Regions from separate parts of the Mus musculus genome. Here region 2 is linked to region 1. The links are chromatin contacts, called in public HiChIP or PLAC-seq maps. All regions are on one chromosome and are shown on one strand. The core of a region is the stretch at or near the end of the contact, and the rest is flanking DNA. Distances in the headings are between cores, read along the strand shown. Region 1 holds the start of Ccdc138 (coiled-coil domain containing 138). Region 2 overlaps Ccdc138 (coiled-coil domain containing 138).

Region 1 (3,924 bases), core at 991-3,490:
TTATGTTTAACTAATAAATATTAGCTCTGAAGTATTAACAAGTTAATGAATTAATTTTTAATACTTATTACCATAAAATGTTTCAGCTTATCAAAAAACATTACAAGCCAACTTGATAAATTTTCCCTTTATTTTTCATTCTGGTATATTCTTTTTTTGTTTTGTTTTGTTTTGTTTTTTCAAGACAGGGTTTCTCTGTGTAGCACTGGCTGTCCTGGAACTTGCTCTGTAGACCAGGCTGGCCACAAACTCTGAAATCCGCCTGCCTCTGTCTCCCAAGTGCTGGGATTAAAGATGTGCGCCACCACTGCCCGGCTGGTACATTCTTTCTTGCCTAAATAAAACTTACTAGTATTTTCCGTGCAGTATATTCTGTACAATTTTTTTTAACATTTTTCAAAAGCAAACATACCAGCTGGGGACATGGTTTAGTGACTGAGCACTTGCTAAGCACTGATCAACTTCCTCAGAACTGATTAATAGTCTAGATTCGACTCCCAGTACCACAAAAGAAAAGTAAAAGGCACGCATATTATAAATTACATCTCACACACACACCAAAATCCCTCGATAAATTTAGTTTTAGAAGACATCTCACACATTCAACTCTAAATTCACAATTAGGTGATTATCAGACTGAATATTTTTTTTAATGAAAAATGAGTAACAATAAGCCTAGGTCTAAACATTTCTATAAATCTCTCTCAAGTTAAATTTGTTAAAATACTCAAATATACAAAATTTTCTTTTGGCTTACCTGGGGAGGTCACAATTCTTCTTTTATATTTAGTCTGGTCAAAATCTGAAAGTTCATGCTAGGTGAGGAGAAAGATACACTTAAGTTAAACACTAAGACCTATTCTCTTAAAATACTTTTCCATAATTACAAAGGTTAGCATGGACAAACCTAGGGGCACCACTCAACCCAAGATCAGCATCACTAATTAGACAAACAGCATGTACCTGTTGATTCATCAGAGCAGCCCACACACCAGTCATGTCGTTTTCCTGCCAAGAATACAAAACCAGAATCAAATCAGAAGCTATCCGTTAGACAAACTCAAACTGAGAGACATTCTAATACACACGTCTTCCACCTTGTGCAAGCACTAATGTTACAAGAAACTAGGTGTGGACATCTGTTGTAGATTAAAGGCAACCACACACAATCAAATGTAATGTTCGGACCCCAGGTAGTATCTGCACCAGGGTATGCTTTATCATTGTGGTAATCTGTGTACAAACTATACACTATCCTGTTTATTATCACAATACTAAATTTCTTGGAAAATATCAATAAGGCTTTAAAAGAGAATGTGCTTCACAGGAAAAGCAAGCTAGAGGAGTATGTGTTGGAGTCTCAATTAAGGTTATGTGAGGATAGAATGAATTTGTGTCATGGTCACCGGAACATTGGGAAATATTGCTATTTCTCAAGAAGGGGTTTTGGAAAGCCAGCAAATGTGGGAAGGAACAGAGGAATGCCTGCGACCTTGCTCACCTTCTGGAGAAGTCAGGGTAAATGATGTTCCCATACCTCAGATGATTTTTTTGAAGACAACATTGTTATGCTTTATATAACCTTGACCATGCTGGGCTGTCAAGCAGGCTTCTCAGCTGAACTGTAAACACCTAACTCTGTTATCAGAGGGTGAGGATTTAAAAAAAAAAACCGAATCTGGTCGTGCAAACTGAGGTATGTAATTGGTCTCCCGCTTCTGTTCTTCCAGGATTCATCGAAGATGTGATCTGGCCGACCTCTCACAAGATATTAGCAAAGACCTCAGTGGGGGCCCCGCCTCAAAAATGGCAAGACTCTCCTGGTGAATGGCGCTCTCAAGGGAGGACTACAAGAATGCACATCGCCACAACTTTTCTGTAAGTTTGCAATTACTTCGGAGTAAGATGCTTTCCAGAAGGAACTACAGTGTCTTCCGTGCCTGCTGCACTTTGGTCACCGCCAGCATTGGTTACCAGGACCAAAGCCACGCCCCGTCCGTCGAGGCGGTTTCCCCGAGGGCGGGAACTCTCTAGTGAGCCTCCCCGAGGAAGGCAGGGCTAGCGACCTCCCGCGGCCGCCCAGCAGAGCCCACCGCGGCTTCCACCCATCTCACCTCCACGGGGCACCTTCCCGCCAGGCCGTAGCGGCTTTTGAGACGCTCCACTACCATATCCTGTCCCGGTGGCTTGACCACCCTGCGCTCCATGGTGAGTCTCTGACTGCGGTCGCCCGGGAAACCGGGTTCACAGTCACGTCAGGGCGGGCAGTACGTCACGACGCCTGGCTCCGCCCCCCGAGGACGCCGGAAGCCGGTAGGAGGATACACTACAACCCAGTTCTCGGTTGCCCCTTAGAGTTTCTCAGTTCCAAGTCTTTTACCCGCCATAAATGTGAAGCATGAAAAAGGTGAGTTCTGCCGGGCAGTGGTAGCCCACGCCTTTAATCCCAGCACTTGGGAGGCAGAGGCAGGCGGATTTCTGAGTTCGAGGCCAGCCTGGTCTACAGAGTGAGTTCCAGGACAGCCAGGGCTACACAGAAAAACCCTGTCTCGAAAAACCAAAAGGAAAAAAAAAGGAGGGAGAGGGAGAGGGGGAGGGGGAGAAGAGAAGAAAGATTCCCTTGAGAGCGCTGGCTCGGCCAGCAGGAAGGCGAATAACTTCTCCACAGCAGAGAGCCAGAATGCTCCCCAAGGCTGGAGACCACAGGGACTACAGGGTAAATTTTACTGTGCACTACATAAAATTAGACTAAACAGGGTCTCTTCATCAAAAGTGATTTACAATCACAGAAAAATCAGGACATGTCTGAGCGCTAAGCGCATTAACTGCTGATTATACTCCTTTGCCAGTTTCCATAGGTGGTACAAAAATAATCGAATATAGGCAGGGAAGGTGGAGGCTGGAGGCCAGCCTGGGCTACAGGGTCATAAGCAGTTGGGGCAATTAACTGCCTCAACTACCGGGTGATCTGCCTCATAAAATGAAAAAATGTTCGTTTAAAACACAGAAACCTCTTTCCCAGCTATGCAACAGCACATAGTACTTGGTGTGTTCAACTTATCACACAAGCTCCTACCTGTTCAGTTTTTCTTTGAGATACACTAACACTGAGAAATAGTAGACATGTGTTGTAGCAGCCCCTAAATTCTCTGGATAACTTTTTAACTTACAGAAGTTGATACTTTAGCAATAGACAAAAAACTCACTATAAAAACATTGCCTAAAGAATACTTTTTTGCCAGCTGGAGAGATGGCTCAGTGGTTAAGAGCACTGACTGCTCTTCCAGAGGTCCCCAGTTCAATTCCCAGTAACCACATAGTGGCTCACAACCATCTGTAATGGGATCTGATGCCCTCTTTCTGGTTTATATGAAGACAGCTACAGTGTACTCCTATATGTAAAGTAATCTTTTTTTAAAATACTTTTTGCTAAAAACTACCACCTAGGGGCTGGTGAGATGGCTCAGCAAGGTTAAGACTGCTCTTCCTAAGGTCCTGACTTCAAATCCCAGCAACCACATGGTGGCTCACAACCATCTGTAACGAAATCTGATGCCCTCTTCTGGAGTGTCTGAAGACAGCTACAGTGTATTTACATATAATAAATATTTAAAACAAACAAACAAAAAAAAACCTACCACCTAAACTGTGTAATTGTTTTATTTTGGTTTTCAGGGTAGATTTTTTTTTTGGATTTTTTGTTTTTTTTATTTTTTTTTTTTTCCCCGAGACAGGGTTTCTCTGTGTAGCCCTGGCAGTCCTGGAACTCACTTTGTAGACTCAGAAATCCGCCTGCCTCTGCCTCCTGAGTGCTGGGATTAAAGGCGTGTGCCACCACCGCCCGGCTTGGGGGTAGATTTTAATGAGCTTAAAACCTATCAATGTGAGTTTATACCATCATCAGTGAATAAACAACAGATCACA
Region 2 (3,924 bases), core at 784-3,283, 34 kb before region 1:
ACAAAGTGAGTTCCAGGACAGCCAGGGCTATACAGAGAAACCCTGTCTCGAAAAACAAAAAAAAAAAAAAGAAAAAAGAAAAAAATGCTGTCCTTTTAAGAAGGCTGTTTTTGGACATTTAATAAATTGTTCTAGATTGCCTGGACATCTTAAAGCAATGCCATGCTGGGTTTATATCTCAGGCAGTCTATAGGTCCTACATATAAGATAGATTGGATATATAATCTTGTTCTTTATATATTCAAAAGTTATGGTTTGAGATAGTTTTTTAGTATTATTGGAAATTATACATGTCAAATTCTTTGTTCTTAAGTGTCCTCAGTTACTACTTGTTTCCACATAATAGTGTTAATTCTTGAGGACTTATACTTAATAAATTGCTGCAAATAAATGCTCCTATTTCTGATTTAATAAATAAATAAATTATACACATGTGACTATCATTAACTTTTCAAGCTTTCTAGTTACAATCGCTCTTTAAGAGAAACAATTGAAAGTGCAATTAGTCACTGCCCATGTTACATAAATACTGACTATAAGTCAAATATTTGAGATGTTTTGTCAACAAATTATTAATTCTCAAGGACAAGGTATTGTGGAACTTTAAACTCTAGATTCTTTAAAGACAAAGAAGGGGGAAATTATATCCCCATGCATATTATTTAGTGCATTCCCATGCACATTTAAATCATACTTTTATTTTAGAATTTTGAAATTTGGATGTCAAAGAATTTAATAAATGCCTTATAGTATCTTAAAAGGATCTACTTATTGGCATATGGCTTGATCCTGAACAGCTACCTTATTAGGAAAGGGAAAAGTATAGGTTCTCTCCACAGAACGCTGCAGAAGCATGATGGTTAATTCATGTGACGGGCTGACAGGTAAGTGCCCTGACTTTAGTGACTAGAAAGCTGATTTGGGTACATGTTTTCGACCCATCCTTGCTTGCCATTTTTCCAGTTTGGACAAGTGAAGCTGCCTTGCTTAAAAGAACATCAGAGACTGTAATCTGACTTAGAAAGATTGCTCATATAAAAAGAGTTATGGTGATCCTTCTCTTTCCCTCATTGTGACCAGTTATTCTAACTCAATCTTGGACTGGCCTAGTAATAATTCCAGTATTAGAGAATCCCAGGGAAGTTAGCTAAATATTCTTAATTACTTAACAAAGTTAAATTGGAGCACAGCCTCCTCTCCCAGAAAGATTGCAGCCTTTCAGTGATTCTCAAGGTCACCTCCTCCCACACCAGGAGCTCTAAGTCTAAGCTTGGTTGTTGCTAATTTGCAATTGAATAGAGTACCTGGACTTCCCCAAAAGATGCTTTTGTACTGTTGCCTTTCACTGACTTTGTTTTTCAAGCAGGTCAGTTAAATGCCCTTCAGCCTGACTGCAACAGGTGTGCATTCCCCACCTCCAAGCAGGTAGCAGTTACTAATCTTCACTCAAGTAGCATTCCAGTACAAATTGTGGCTTTTAGTCTGTTTTAGAATTAATGTTTGCTATGAGGGCCGGACAGTCTAGACGAACATCCAAATCTCAAAATCATATCAATCTAGACAGAAGTACATGCCAAGAGGCCATGGTTTATTAATAATTCACCACAGAGCCATGTAAGAACTGGAGGCAAAGGTTAATATCTTAGAAGTAGTAGTCCTAACAATAGGGCAGGGACATAGCATATATTAAGGCTAAAAAGGCAGAAATTTCAGATATTAGCAATAGTCACTTGGACACTTGGAACATTGATGAATTGGCCAGAGATTTAATAGTAACCTAAGTGCATTGAATCCCCTGGATTGGGCTCAATATATTATCCTACTTACTATTATTATTGGCATTATTTTATTAGTAAATCATTGTGTTCCACTCACCTTTAGAGCACTTCTAAGATCTATAGCTACGACAAGACAGGACATTCCAGAACTTCGGCAGAAATATAAGAATGGGGGAATGCTATGCACACTCCCATTGCACAAGCAGTGAAGTTTGCTTGGCAGGCCAAGAGGCCTAGAAGCACTCATGAGGCAGAGTTTCACGAAAACTCACCTCCTGGAGCTTTGGTGTTCTCATTAACCCGTACATTCTAACCCTATCCCCGCGTTAGTCTGGTGTTTGGATCCACGTGCGCTCTTTTAGTATTATCTTATTATAAATTCCTTTTAAGATTGGATTCTGATAGAGTTAAGCCTTTGCCATTGTTCCAATGTCCTAGAAAAACAACTTGGAATTCAGTAGGAATTCAGTAAGGAAGTTACCTATTCAGTATCTAATTAAGTATTACAAAAGATAGAGCCTGCAGCTCAGGGCTGGTCTGCTAGGTGTTTTCTAGGACAGTCTTAACCAAACAAGGGTTACCATGAGAAAAGTTAGGGAACCCCACTGAGACAGGTTTCTTCACTAGGCCCAAAGAAATCAGATAGAACTATAGAGCATAAATAAATTTTATGCCTCAGTCCAGCCTTTCTTTTTTATATTAATAACAGTGAGGAGATGTAACCTCCCCCCACAAGCCTGAAGCAGGCTGAGCCAGCCCTTGACTTTGCTTACCACTAAGGAGATCACCTAGGGTGGAGCCTGCCTCCCTGGATCACTCTACTGTTCTGCCACTGCCGCTGCTGCTACCTGCTGGGAGTTGGCCTAGCTGTTCCAGAGTCTACATCTGATCCTATACGTAGTCACCTGCAGCTGGGCGGGAGTCTACATCTGATCCTACACATGGTCACCTCCAACTTGGCAGGAATGGGCCTCCCCTCTCCTTTATAAAGCATGTCTGCCATTAAAAATTTGAACCTTGATCAGAATACTGTCTTGGTTCCATTTCTCTCTCTCTTCCACCTAGATTCCTTTTCTTTCAGCTCCAGGCTGCCTCCCAGGCTCGAACCTGGACATGAGAGCTGCAGGCTGGCCCCAACAGCCAACCATCGGACTGAGCACGGGGACATCAATGGAGGAGTTAGAGGAAGGACTGAAGGAGCTAAAGGGGTTTTCAACCCCTTAGGAAGAACAACAATATCAACCAACCAGATGCCCCAAAGTTTCCATGGACTAAACCACCAACCAAAGAGTACACATGGAGGGACCATGGCTCAAGCTGCTTATGTAGCAGAAGATGGTCTTATCTGGCATCAATGGAAAGGGAGCCCCTTGGTCCTGTGGAGGATGGATGCCCCAGTGTAGGGGAATGCTAGGGCAGTGAGGTGGAAGTGGGTGGGTGGGTGGGTGGAGGAGCACCCTCATAGAAGCAGGGGAAGGGGATGGGATAGGGGGTTTTTAGAGGGGAAACTGGAAAAGGGGATAACATTTGAAATGTAAATAAATAAAATAAACAAACAAACAAAAAGAATTCAAGTCAATGCTTCCAACTGGCAGAAATGAATAAGCAAGGACAGAGAGGAACATTCTAGTGCTACAGTTGTTTAATCATGGTATGAGGAAAAGCATTCACCAAAACTCACCATACTTTACATGAGAAAACTATAGTTTGTTGTTATATGTGATTTATACCTCGAGCCCAGTCAGGGGTAGTATTATGATCTGAGTAGCAAATGTCCTCCCAAAACTGCAGTGTTGAGAGGCAGGGCTTGGAGGGGTAAAGTATCCAGATCATGAGAGCTCTGACTCTGTCAGTGATGGATTAACAACGACTTAGTCAATGATGATTACCGGTGAGCTAATCATGGTTGGAAGAAGTGGAAACTAGGAAGTAGGGCTCAGGAAGTAGGAAGTGGAGGAATGACACTGGGGACCTGCTCTTCCTCCAACTCTGTTTCCTGGCTATGAGGTGCGCAGGTCTGCTTTATTACATATCCTTCTGTCAGGAAGTCTGGCCTCACTGTAGGCCCTATCCTGGTTTGCTTTCTATTGCTGTGATGAACACTAAGGCCAAGCAGCTTGGGGAGGAAAGGGTAAATTTGGCTTAC

Evidence for each region. HiChIP or PLAC-seq counts read pairs in DNA pulled down with a chosen protein or histone mark.
Region 2: a contact with region 1 is called in an H3K27ac HiChIP or PLAC-seq map of embryonic stem cells, with 38 read pairs. The contact joins the enhancer-like site here to the promoter of Ccdc138 in region 1. A contact is called at or near these places in 1 of 39 promoter capture datasets (macrophages), 1 of 15 datasets of contacts at CTCF or cohesin (the NIH/3T3 cell line), 10 of 484 Hi-C or Micro-C datasets (8-cell embryo, embryonic stem cells and haploid embryonic stem cells), 5 of 115 datasets of contacts at active chromatin or transcription factors (embryonic stem cells and epiblast stem cells) and 2 of 9 other capture datasets (adipose tissue and liver).

Annotation. Positions count from the first base shown.
Region 1 is chr10:58,496,253-58,500,176 of GRCm38.p6, reverse strand. It overlaps Ccdc138 (coiled-coil domain containing 138), which reads right to left and starts at 2,240. Exons shown (of 16, transcript NM_001162956.1): 1 at 2,115-2,240; 2 at 964-1,008; 3 at 758-815. The coding sequence starts at 2,207.
Region 2 is chr10:58,529,785-58,533,708 of GRCm38.p6, reverse strand. All of the region lies in intron 10 of Ccdc138 (coiled-coil domain containing 138), which reads right to left. Among named protein-coding and RNA genes, the nearest start is that of Ccdc138, 34 kb to the right of the region's middle. Within about 2 kb of position 2,033, at least 14 of the 459 cell types and tissues checked have an H3K27ac peak or open chromatin away from gene starts, as enhancers often do. A contact at or near this core is called in 8-cell embryo and embryonic stem cells, where this site is marked.